2 separate regions of the Triticum aestivum genome follow, and region 1 is linked to region 2. Evidence: chromatin contacts called from public Hi-C data. All regions are on one chromosome and are shown on one strand. Each heading gives the region's core, a stretch centred on a gene start, on an enhancer-like site or on the middle of the called end of the contact. The rest is flanking DNA. Distances are from core to core; before and after follow the strand shown. Region 1 holds the start of LOC123180227 (dihydrolipoyl dehydrogenase 1, mitochondrial). Region 2 has its middle 16 kb from the start of LOC123180225.

Region 1 (6,776 bases), core at 4,190-6,689, 200 kb before region 2:
TCTTCTAAGAGAAGGATCAGTGGAAAAAGCTGAAAATATGTTCTCATTAATGGAGAAGAGCGGTTGTGCTCCGGACTCTCGTCTTATAAATGATATCATCAGAATATTACTGAAGAAAGGTGAGATTGTCAAGGCTGGAAACTATATGTCTAAAGTTGATGGCAGGAGCATCTCACTTGAAGCTTCAACTACTTCGTTGATGATACGTCTCTTTTCAAGTGAAGGGAAATATCGGGGACAAATAAATTTGCTCCCTGTAAAGTACCAATTTTTCGATGGAGTTAGTTGAGCACTAGACAGAAAACCATTGGTCTGGTTTGGAGCTCCCTCTCAATGATGTTGATATGAGTTCTCTTCCATGTGCTCACCAAGATCGAGCTTGGCGTTGGTGGCCATGGTGTTTTGGCCCAATGCGTGTGGCTGCTGGGTGTGCATCCTATGGACATTGCCCCTAGTCTGCACGCCATTTCCATGCTCAAGGTTCACATCCTCTCCCTGAATATGCCAGGGGTGTTTGTACCCCAGGGCCTTTTATTTTTTTTATTCTACTGTTGCTGTTTTAAGATCTTCATGTTTATAGTTAGTTGCATGTGTTCAATATCAAGTTGGATATCAAATAATCTCAATACATTTTCTTGGTGCAGGTGTTTATGCTATGATGTATGGTCTTATAATCTGGAAATAGCTCTTGCAGGCATGCCTTGATGTTGTTCTTCCTCGTGTTTGCTAGAGGGAAAATGTGGCCATCCAGTCAGTGAATTTCGTAATTTCCTTCTCTGCTCAACTCAAGTTGCAGCTCACTTAAAAACCTTCAATTCATTCCATATGAAATTGTGTCGCATGTGTTGTTCTTTTTTATGATATATATTTATTTGGAATTCGATCAAGTACTGTAAAATGTCACCCTTCATTTGACGGATAATAGTTGACTCTCAAGTTCTGCACCTGCATCATCCAAGCACTCTCAGTTTTTCTTCCTTGGGCACATAATGGCCCAGGCGCTGTCAAGCGAGGATCACCTTAATTAGGGAAAATATTATTTATGTGGGCTCCTCCTAAAATCTCTCATTCCCTCTTCATCATCTTCACATTCTACAACACGATCTTAGCCGATGACTTCGATGTGGGAAGGACCATAAAAAAAACTCACAATGTCTCTGTTGAGGCACTTGTAATTGATATTGAATCACTGAAATATGTTTACCTCAGTTGCAACGTCCAGGCAATGAGCTAGTACATATAATTGTATAGTATATGTCTATGAATTTCCAGCAAATTTTTTTTGCGGGTGCAGCAACATACATTTTCATAAGTGAAGTAAGCAAAAAAAGACAAATATGTGTATAAAAATGGGACCTCCTTTTGTTCTTTCTGGGCCACGATTTTTTCTTTTTTGCATACAGGCATGAAAAAAACATCTATATGTATCCTTGCAAAAAAATATTGAAATTTTCCTAAAACTTGTAAATAGCAAAAAAAAAAGGTCATCTTCAAATATCCAAAGCGCCTCACTCCAGATGTAGTAGGGCCTAAGAAGGAAACATAAATTCAATGGCATGTACAATGAACCCGTGGCACTGGCAACTGTTAATTCACAGTATCGCCGACAGGGCGAAATGACAATCGTATGCTTTTTGTTCCCATACATCCAAAATTATTACAAAATTTTGGAACTTCCTGAGACAAGTGATAACAGAAAAAGGAGAAATCATATGTGGATGGCCTTAGAATGGGTTTGCAAGCAAGCCTCCTTGAGGGCCTCACTCACAGTGGGATGTGCATGGCATATTCGGGCAACATCCTCGCTGGATGCTCCATACTGCAGGGCAAGCACAGCTTCATGGATGATCTCTCCAGCATTCTGCGCCATTATGTGCACACCAAGAATCTTGTCAGTTTCCTTGTCAGCCACGACCTTAACCATCCCCTCGGCATCATCAATAGCCTTCGCACGGCTGTTTGCCATGAGCGGGAATTTGCCGACTCGGTAGGCAATTCCTGAGGCCTTCACCTGCTCCTCCGTCTTCCCGACAGATGCCACCTCCGGATGTGTGTAGACCACACCAGGCACCAAATCATAGTCAACGTGACCTTCCTTGCCAGCAAGGAACTCGACACATGCCACACCATCCTCCTCAGCTTTGTGGGCAAGCATGGGCCCAGGGATGGCATCGCCGATCGCATACACTCCACTCACATTGGTCATGAACCGCTTATCGACGAGGATCCTGCCAGCCTTGTCCATCTCAACCCCAATGGCATCCAGCCCGAGCCCGGCGGTATATGGGGTCCTTCCAGCAGAGACGAGAACGATGTCTGCTTCAAGGATGCTCTGCTCACCTCCAGCTGCAGGCTCAAGTGTTAGCTTCACCCCGTCTCCAGAGGTATCAACTCCGACCACCTTTGTCTTGAGCATAAACTTCATTTTCTGCTTCTGCAACATGCGCTGGAACTGCTTCCTGATTTCACCATCCATTGATGGGACTATGTCTGGAGCAAATTCAACAACAGTGACCTCTGTCCCAAGACGGTTCCAGACTGAACCCATTTCCAGGCCAATGTAACCAGCTCCAATGACAACCATTTTCTTTGGGATACCTGACAAGCACAGGGCGCCAGTGGATGAGACAATCTTCTTCTCGTCAATTGTAATCCCAGGAAGTGATTTTACATCAGATCCAGTGGCAATGATTATGTTTTTTCCTTTGACAACAGTGTTACCACCATCGACCAAATCAACCGAAACTTCTGAAGGGGAAGTAAGTTTCCCAAAGCCTTTGACATATGTCACTTTGTTCTTCTTAAAGAGGCCTTCGATTCCTTTTGTTAACCCGGCCACGGCCTTGTCTTTCTGCGCCATCATGGCTGGGAGATCCACTTCCAGATTAGAGATTTTCACTCCATGGTGTGCAAAAGAAGTCTTTGCTTCATGGTACATATGAGAAGAGTGCAACAGAGCCTGGTGGATCAGAAGCATTGAAGGAAGTTAGAAGTGTTTCCAATAAGCACATCTGCAAGGATATATCACCAACGTAGATAATTCTCTAGGTGTACTTGTTCACATAGAAGAAATACATCAAATGCTTAGATTCCAGATAAAGATGTTCATCTTATGCTAAGAGAATCCTAAGCTACAACATAAATTTCATGTAGGAGCTATACAAACGATAGGCCTATAAGAAAGATGTTGTAGACATATATTAGTAATATCCAACCTTGCATTAGTGTATCCAACTATGTTTGTACCCAATTAGGAGTCCCTATCTCGGGAGTCAAATTATGTTGTTGACTTCGTATGTTAGGATATGATTCCAACTGTTACAAACTGGACTTGCTGTTCCTACCTTATGAACTCTTTCCCTTCTAGTTGGCTAGTTGCTATCCCTACCCATCTAACTTCTGTATCTATCCCCACTACATCTCTTCCTAGCCAATCTTCCTACCTTATGAGAAGTTGAGTTACCGTGTAGATATTTAACTCGAACAAGAGTAAGTTTAGCTTGCATTTTATAAGACTCGAGAGAATCATATAGCCTAAATCATATATTGAAGATATAGGAAGGATAAACATGTAAGAAAGATGTTTCGCTCTCACACATAAAGATGAGACTTGATACTGTTTTTTAGCAGGAACAGTATTCTGGTAAACTGTTTGGGGAAAAACTGCAGAAAACCCTTTGCCCATTTCACCATTTATGACAGATAGTAGTACTATATTGTTAGCAAGGTAAAAAAAATGAATAGACCCATCTAACTGATTGCAAATGAAGTCCTCGCAAGTGTAAACAGAAATTATAAGGGTACAAAGCCTAACTGGAACAAAAATAGCTATAAAGCAAACAAAAATAATTTACTCAGATGATGCTCACAAGTTGGAATAACAAATATAAGCCTTATTACCCAAGGTAATGATAACCAGCCAAATCTCAGAGTGGAAGAAATTTACAAACACATAATAAAACCGAATTTGACGTAATTTCAATTCTGGGCCACAAAGATAACGCATAAAGACCTCTAATCATGGCGGTATATTGCAAAAGACCTCTAATAATCACGGAACTCAAAGCCTAGCTGCATAGTCCAAAATGCTACCCCGCGGCAATACCAGAGTTGATGCATCACAAACAGGCGCCTCATAATCACATCACATTAATTAATGAAAGGTAACAACACATGAGCTACAACGAACGACAAGAACCTAATTATGACATATTCCCTCTGTTCCATAATGTGGTGCATATAGATTTTTTAGGAAGTCAAACTTCATCAACTTTAACCAAGTTTATAGAGAAAAGTATCTACGTATATATTATCAAATTCATATCACTACATATATAAAGCACAAGATAGACTTCTGTATTATATTTATTTTGTATTATTATTGTTGATATTTTCTCAATAAACTTGGTCAAACTTTGTGATGTTTGACTTCAAGAAAAAACCATGCGCACTACATTGTGGAATGGAGGGAGTACTATATTGTTAGCAAGGTTAAAAATAGACACATTTAACTGATTGCAAATCAAATGAAATCCTTACAAGTGTATACAGAAATTATAAGGGTACAAAGTCTAACTGGAAAAAAAATGGTTATAAAAAAACAAAAATAAGTTACTCAGATGATGCTTGCAAGTTGGAATAACAAACTTTGTGGCCTAAGCTTAATGAAAACCAAACAAATCTCGCGGTCCAAGAAATTTACAAACACATAATAAAACTGAATTTGACATAATTTCAATTCTTGGCCACAAAGATAATGCATAAGACCTCTAATCATGGCGGTAGATTGCAAAAGACCTCTAATCAAGGGAACTCAAACCCTAGCTGCATATATAGCCCAAAATGCTACCCCGCTGCAAGGCCAGAGTTCATGCATCACAAAAAGGCGCTTCATCATCACATCATAAATTAATAAAAGTAACAACACATGAGCTACAACGAACGACGAGAACCTAATTAATAGCCATGCATCACAGATCTAGAAACACTCGGCGGCGTCACCTCGCATCGCGCCGCGAATGAACGGGACAGCAAACAAACGGAGAGGGCGTCGTCAGTCAATCAATCACCTTGGAGGGGATGCATCCGACGTTGAGGCAGGTGCCGCCGAGGGTGCCCCTCTTCTCGATGCAGGTGGTCTTGAGCCCCAGCTGGGCCGCCTTGATGGCCGCCACGTACCCTCCCGGCCCGCCGCCGACCACCACGACGTCGCTCTCCTCCGCCGCCGCCGCCGCCGCGTACGCCCTCCACGCGGACAGCGCCGCCGCCCCGGGGGCGTGCGCCCGCCGCGCCACCGCCTCCGCCGCCCTCCGCCTCGCCAGGATAGCCAGCGCCATCTTCCTCTGTTTCCTTTCTTCGACAGGAGAGGGTGGGAAGCGCCTATGGCATCTGGTCGATAAAAGTTATTTGTTCTCTACCGGGCCGGGGCCGGGGCCGGACGTGGCGGGAATGTGTGCGGCCGTACGTTGGGCCGAGAGGGATGTTGCTGGCTCACAGCGAACACCCAATCCTGCAGAGGATGGATATGGCCTTGTAGACCACTGGGATCCTGGGGAGGCTCTGCCCTCACAAGTCAATTTATTTTGCTATCCCTACTTCTCTTTCAGAACCACTAAAAAGCAAGGCATGCTTCTCATTCAATCAATCTGTTTCAAACACGGCATTTTCAGAAATCTGTCGTGTTCAAGTTAAATTTCTTGAGTTATGCATGGTTTGTTTACCGTAACTTCATCGCTGGGAACGAACATATGAAAAGCTCGAGATCTCTAGTTAGCAATCTCTCTCAAAGTCTCATTTGAGAACAACATTCATATACATGGATCAACACTCTCTTCCGTGAAACAAAAACGTTGATCGGAACAAAAGAACGATGATCGCCGGTTGTTACAACTGTTACACACAAACTTCCCACCCACATAAAAATGCTGGACGCATACCACCACCACCACCACCACCAACAACAACAACAACAACAAGACTAACTGATCTACCGCGTCCTTGCACGGCTCGTGCTAACACTGATTCAGAGTTATTCACAGCACACTGCTTGAGATTCCTTCTGGAGCTTCTCCCACAAGCACATCATAAGCCTCGGGCTCTGGTAGTGGGCGAGGACGTAATCAGAGTCGCATCCTTCGTTGTAGAAGCGCTCATCGTTGGCATAGTTCACTTGCTGGCCACTGTCTTTGTATTGCTGGATCCATATTCCCATGGCCACGTCTTCAAGTCTAAATAGCTGAGGCAGCAAACGAGATCAATCAAGAGATTTGTCAAAGGGTAAACACAAGAAAGAAGTTTACGAATGTATTGCGAGTTGATTTATCTTCGAACCTGAAGTGTTCGTTCTTGGTGACCTTGAACCACGAATTTAGCAACGTCCCTTGAAATTACGTATCCGGGACCATGAGCCCACGGCGGATATGTTTCGACAGGCCATTCCTGTGTTCCTCAAGGGTAAGAAAAGCAGCCTGAGAATGAACGTGTGCAGGGCAGGGTAACTGGAAACATGCCATACCTTTGGACTGATAAACCACTTGCTATCCTTGTCTCTGTGTGGTGAAGACTGGAAAGACATAAGACCATACAAGAGACCATGGGGGTTGGCCTTCTTCAGGCTAGAGATGACTTCATCAATCCTAACAAAAGCATCGTCATCTGTTTTCATGATGTACTTTGCAGGCATAATTTTGGTCTGCAAATTTGTAGACAAAATATAAGTTTATGTTGCCAGGATGTGCATATATTACTATATATAGCCTATAACCCATATCTGGAAT
Region 2 (6,523 bases), core at 553-3,052:
GGCGGCAGCGCGCGCTAGAGGAAGGCAAAAGCGGCGGGGGTTGCTGCGGGGTGCAGCAGGAGCGGGGGCTCGGCGGGAGATGCAGCTAGAGGCAGGAGCGGAGCGCGACGGCGGGCGTGCACGGGGCGCACGCGTGCGATGGCCGCGGCGACGAGCGCAGGGCGCGCGAGCGCGGGGCAGAGGGGAGGGGAGGAGCGAGGCGGAGGCTCACTGGGGCACTAGGGGTTCGGGCAGCGGGGGTCGAGGAGGACGTCGGGGACGAAGAGGAGGCAAGCCGTTGAAGAGGAGGAGGCAGTCCGGCGGGGGAAGCTCCGGCGAGGCCGCGCTCCGGGCGGCGGCGTCCAGCGGTCTCCTCCTCTCGATCCCGATCCAATCGGGGGAGAGGGGGGAGATATTTCGGGGGGGGGGGGGGGGGTATGGGGTGTGGGCTAGGTCACGTAGTGGGGGTGAGGGGGTATAGCCCAAGGGGTGGGCCGACCAGCTGGGTGCCCAGTTGAGCCAAACAGCCCAGGCGGAGGGAGTTTGCCTTTTGTTTTTATTTTTGTTTTTGTTTACAGTTTTGTCTTTTCTTTTTATTTAATTTTCTTTTCTATTTTATTTAATTTTAGCTTTTATAGAATACAAAAGTTGTACCTAAAAGAGCATTAATAATTATGCCACTACCACAATTAGCTCCGCAACTAAAACAAAATAGTTTAATATTTTATCAATTTGAAAAGGGTAGTTAGTTAAATGTTTTGCTGCTGTTTTAAATCTTTTAGTGCACTTAAACCTTTTATAAAATTGTGGTTTCTGTACAATAATTACCTATGCATTATTTGGCAACACCCCAACATTTTAGTTTTAATATTTGAAAATATTTTATTGTTTGCTTGATTTTAAATTTGAATTCGAACCGGTTTCGAACTAACGCGAGATTAGCAACAGTAATCGAGGTGACGTGGCATCATTAACGTGGGATTACTGTAGCCTAACTATCCGGGCGTCACAATCACACTCTTAACGTCTCATTTTTTTTAGATTTTTTCGAAACTTTAAAACATCGTTTCCTTGTGGTTTTCATCGGTTTCCACTGAAACTGTAATTCCATGTGATAATTTCTCGAAGAAAAGGAAGAGGGAAAAAAATCCACAAAGTCCACTGACCGGCCATCACTCCCCCGCTCCTTGCTTTCCTTCCTTCGCATGGAATTACGCGGACAGCGACTCCGCACCGCCCGGCACGAAAGCGACGCCTAGCCCGTTTCTAGCTTGCTTGCACATTCCTAGGCTAGTAGGTCCAAATTATCACTTCTCTGAAAATCGCACCACTGCTCCATACAACTCATGCAGAGGTGCATCAATGGCAATTCATTCAAGCCAGTGTCACGCATGATGTTGCGTGGAACCTGTTGAAATCCTGGTGGATTTGGAAATTTGTCATCTGGCACGGCATTTTAACACTTGGACCGTCATGTGTGTGTATTGCATTACATTATCCGGTAGTCGGGGGAGCTCACTCACTCTCTCATCTGGTGATGTCGGCGAAGCTAGCTGCCATTGCCATCTCACGAAGGTGGCGACGGCGAGGCCGCCATCCATGCATGTGTTGTGCGAGACGTCCTGGCAGGAATTTTTGTATACGATTGAAAGCGGCCAAATGAGGTACAGGGACCTGCCGCCTATCCGTCGAGACCAACACACGCTTCATGGAGGACGTGGACGCGCGCCGCACGCCAGTTTTCTTCGACGGAAATCGACCTATGCCGTGCCGCGCGGCTGGGCCGCCGGGCCCACACGCAGGCCCGCAGGTGGGACCCCCTCGGCCCAGGAGATAGCGACGTCCACGTAGGCAGCCATCTATTTATCCATGCTGACTGACGTTGACGATTCCAACCTCGTGGCATCAGTTCATGCACGCTCACATCTACTCCCTCCGTTCCTAAATATAAATTTTTAAGAAGATTTCACTATAGACAAGCAAAATGAATGAATATACACTCTAAATGCATCTATATACATCCGTACGTAGTTTATAGTGAAATCTCTACAAAGACTTATATTTAGGAACGGAGGGAGTACTTTACTTATGCTATGATTATCACCACTTTGTGTACGATTAGCAGTAGTTTTAGCCAACAACAGCATTATCCATTTAGTAGGATTAGTGCTTGGTAGCCAAGCTAAGTTATTTAGAAGATCAACACAGCTGATTGAATCATGGGTGACTTTCGGTTGGTGGCATGAATAATCATGGACGACTTCGAGGACAATTGTATAAAGCAGCATATCACCACGTACTACCACTAGAAGAGAAAAGAAGACAATATCGCTCAATAGATTAGTACATCTGCCAGTCAGCCACCCAGCCGGTCCGGCCGCGTCCTTTTTTATGACGAAGCCGTGGACTGGCCGGTCCACTTTCACTTCCCCACACCGTCCTCACTACATTGTTCCCTCCATGCCCGACACCAAACCCTAGCCGCGCCGCCCCACCTCACTCACCGCCGGCCGTCGCGATGGGCTTCTGGAAGTGGGTGCCGGGCAAGAAGGGCAAATTAACACGACCATGAGGTAGGCTCGTCGTCCGCCTCGTCGGGAAGCGTGACCACGAACTCCACGCCGGCGGCGGCATTCATGATCTCCCCTCCGGCGGCTCCGGCGCACTTCCTATTGAATTCATGCACCGACCAGTTGCTCCAAAACTCCGAACTGATGAAGGGAGGTGGGCAATATATTTCAACACTCCCTCTCACGTCTAGACTATTTTAGTCCTTAGACGTGGGATCGATGTAGGCCGCAGAATCGTTTTATTTAATACTGCGTTGGCAGGGTCTTGACTCAAGACATCTTGGCTCGGATACCATATTGAATTCATGCACCGACCGGTTGCTCCAAAAGTCCGAACTGATGAAGGGAGGTGGGCAATATATTTCAACACTTCCGACCATACGTCAAGGTGGACGTCGGCACTCCGTTGCCGTGGTCCGATGTCCACCTCCTCAATGGGTGGCATCGGCCGCGCCCGCCTGGAAGAGATCACCCACTGGTGCGCCCACATCCCGCGCCAGTACCTCGCCGACCGGCGCTACGACATCGACTCGGCACTCTAGGACACTTTGTCCCATGACGAGCACGACATGTGCTAGCAAACCTACTTTGTCGGCCATGCTTGTAGCCCGCCCCGCGCTTCGCGTGTGCGCGAGGATAGCCCACCCAGAGTGTGCGGCCTGACGCCGATGCCCTCTGTCTCCCCGTCACTGCCACCACCGACAGCTTCCACCATGACGACTGAAAAGGAGGAGCGGCCGGTGCGGGCTGTCATGGAGGAGTCCGAGATGTTGGAAATATGCCCTAGAGGCAATAATAAAATCGTTATTATCATATTTCCGTTCATGATAGTTTATTGTTCATGCTAGAGTTGTATTGACCGAAACTTAAATACATGTGTGAATACATAAACTACACCGTGTCAAAGATGGTTGAGGTTTCCTAACCATAGACACGAGTTGTCATTTGATAACAGGATCACATCAATGGTAGAATGATGTGATGGACAAGACCCAACCATAACCTTAGCATCAGATCGTTTAGTTTATGTGCTATAGCTTTCTTAATGTCAAATACACATTCCTTCGACCATGAGATCATGCAACTCCCGGATACCGGTGGAATACCTTATGTGCTATCAAACGTCACTTCGTAACTAGGTGATCATAAAGGTGCTCTACATGAAGGAAATATGCCCTAGAGGCAATAATAAAGTTGTTATTTTATATTTTCTTATATCATGATAAATGTTTATTATTCATGCTAGAATTGTATTAACCGAAAACTTGATACATGTGTGGATACATAGACAAAACACCGTGTCCCTAGTAAGCCTCTACTAGACTAGTTCGTTAATCAAAGATGGTTAAGTTTCCCAACCATAGACATGTGTTTTCATTTGATGAACGGTATCACATCATTAGGAGAATGATGTGATGAACAAGACCCATCCGTTAGAATAGCATATTGATCGTTCAGTTTTATTGATATTGCTTTCTTCATGTCAAATACTTATTCCTTCGACTATGAGATTATGCAATTCCCGGATACCGGAGGAATGCCTTTTGTGCTATCAAACGTCACAACGTAACTGGGTGATTATAAAGATGCTCTATAGGTATCTCCGAAGGTGTTTGTTGGGTTGGCATAGATCGAGATGAGGATTTGTCCCTCCGAGTATCGGAGAGGTATCTCTACGCCCTCTCGGTAATACACATCATAAGAAGCCTTGCAAGCAAAGTGACTAATGAGTTAGTTGCAGGATGATGTATTATGGAACGAGTAACGAGACTTGTCGGTAACGAGATTGAACTAGGTATGAAGATACCGACGATCGAATCTCGGGCAAGTAACATACCAATGGACAAAGGAAATTACGTATGTTGTCATAACGGTTCGACCGATAAAGATCTTCGTAGAATATGTAGGAGCCAATATGGGCATCCAGGTTCCGTTATTGGTTATTGACCAGAGAGGTGCCTCGGTCATGTCTACATAGTTCTTGAACCCGTAGGGTTCGCACTCTTAACGTTCGATGACGATATAGTATTATATGAGTTATGTGATTTGGTGATCGAATGTTGTTTGGAGTCCCGGATGAGATCACGGACATGACGAGGAGTCGCGAAATGGTCGAGAGGTAAAGTTTGATATATAGGACGATGGTATTCGGACACCGGAAGTGTTCCGGAGGATACCGGGTACATATAGGGTCACCGAAAGGGGTTCCGGGCACCCCCGGCAAAGATATGGGCTTATTGGGCCAAGGGGGGGACAGACCGGCCCACAAGGGGCTGGTGCGCTCCTCCACCAGGCCGGCCAGCCCTAGGGAAAGGAAAGGGGGGAGGGCAAGTCCCTCCTTCCTTACCCTCCTCAGGGGACAAAGGAAGGGGGGTGGGGGGCGCCACCTCCCCCTTCCTTCCCCTGGCGCCTATACAAGGAAGGGGGGGGGGGAACCAGGGCAGGAGCCCAAGTGGGATTCGGCCCCACTTCGGGCGCCCCTTGGCCTCTCCTCTCTCCCTCCCACCTATATATATGAGGAGGGGGGCGCTTAGAACACACAACATCAATTGTTAGCCGTGTGCGGTGCCCCCCTCCACAATTTACACCCCGGTCATATTCTCGCGGTGCTTAGGCGAAGCCCTGCGCCGATCACTTCACCATCACCGTCACCACGCCATCGTGTTGACTGAACTCATCTACTTCCTCGACACCTTGCTGGATCAAGAAGGCGAAAGGACGTCATCGCGCTGAACGTGTGCAGAACTCGGAGGTGCCGTACGTTCGGTGCTTGATCGGTCGGAGCTAGAAGTTTGACTACATCAACCGCGTTGTCAAACGCTTCTACTTATGGTCTGCAAGGGTACGTAGACTCACTCTTCCCCTGGTTGCTATGCATCTCCTAGATAGATCTTGTGCGAGCGTAAGAATTTTTTTGAAATTGCATGCTACGTTTCCCCACAGTGGCATCAGAGCCAGGTCTATGCGTAGATGATTTGCACAAGTAGAACACAAAGAGTTGTGTGCGGTGATAGTCATACTGCTTACCAACAAAGTCTTATTTTGATTCGGCGGTATTGTGGGATGAAGCGGCCTGGACCAACCTTTCATGTCCACGCACATGAGACCGGTTCCACCGACAGACATACAACTAGTTTTTCATAAAGGTGGCTGGCGGGTGTCTGTTTCTCCTACTTTAGTTGAATTGATTTTTACTGCGGCCGGTCCTTGAAGAAGGTTAAAACAGCAAACTTGACGAAACACCGTTTTGGTTTTGATGCGTAGGTAAGAACAGTTCTTGCTAGAAGCCCATAGCAGCCACGTAAAACTTGCAACAACAAAGTAGAGGACGTCTAACTTGTTTTGCAGGGCATGTTGTGATGTGATATAGTCAAGACATGATGTGATATACGTTATTGCATGAGATGATCATGTTTTGTAAAAGTTATCCGCAACCGGTAGGAGCCTTATGGTTGTCTCTTATTGAATGAAATGCAAACGCCATGTAATTGCTTTACTTTATCACTATGCGTTAGCGATAGTTGTAGAAGCAATAGTTGGCGAGACGACCACGACGCCACGACGGAGATCAAGGTATTGAGCCGGTGACGATGGAGATCATGACGATGCTTTGGAGATGGAGATCAAAAGCACAACATGATGATGGCCATATTGCCACATATTTTGATTGCATGTGATGTTTATCTTTTATGCATCTTATTTTGCTTAGTACGGCGGTAGCATTATAAGATGATCCCTTAACTAAATTTCAAGGTATAAGTGTTCTCCCTGAGTATGCACCGTCGCGACAATTCGTCGTATTGAGACACCAAGTGATGATCAGGTGTGATAGACTCTACGTTCACATACAACGGGTGCAAGACAGTTTTGCACATGCGGAATACTCGGGTTAAACTTGACGAGCCTGGCATGTACATACATGGCCTCGGAACACTGGAGACCGAAAGGTCGAACGTGAATCATATAGTAGATAT

The links. A called contact is a pair of places that touch in the nucleus more often than the background predicts.
Region 1: a Hi-C map of leaf shows a contact between it and region 2, with 4 times the contacts expected there. The contact joins the promoter of LOC123180227 here to the enhancer-like site in region 2. A contact is called at or near these places in 2 of 5 Hi-C or Micro-C datasets (both in leaf).

What each region holds. Positions count from the first base shown.
Region 1 is chr1D:52,629,168-52,635,943 of IWGSC CS RefSeq v2.1, reverse strand. It overlaps LOC123180227 (dihydrolipoyl dehydrogenase 1, mitochondrial), which reads right to left and starts at 5,439. Exons shown (of 2, transcript XM_044592209.1): 1 at 5,070-5,439; 2 at 1,496-2,959. The coding sequence starts at 5,336. The coding sequence ends at 1,709. It overlaps LOC123180226 (hydroxyproline O-galactosyltransferase GALT3), which reads right to left. Exons shown (of 7, transcript XM_044592208.1): 5 at 6,515-6,691; 6 at 6,331-6,438; 7 at 5,749-6,235. The coding sequence ends at 6,029. It also overlaps the pseudogene LOC123157724.
Region 2 is chr1D:52,428,235-52,434,757 of IWGSC CS RefSeq v2.1, reverse strand. No RefSeq gene overlaps it. Among protein-coding and RNA genes, the nearest start is that of LOC123180225, 16 kb to the left of the region's middle. Within about 2 kb of position 1,802, at least 6 of the 8 cell types and tissues checked have an H3K27ac peak or open chromatin away from gene starts, as enhancers often do. A contact at or near this core is called in leaf, where this site is marked.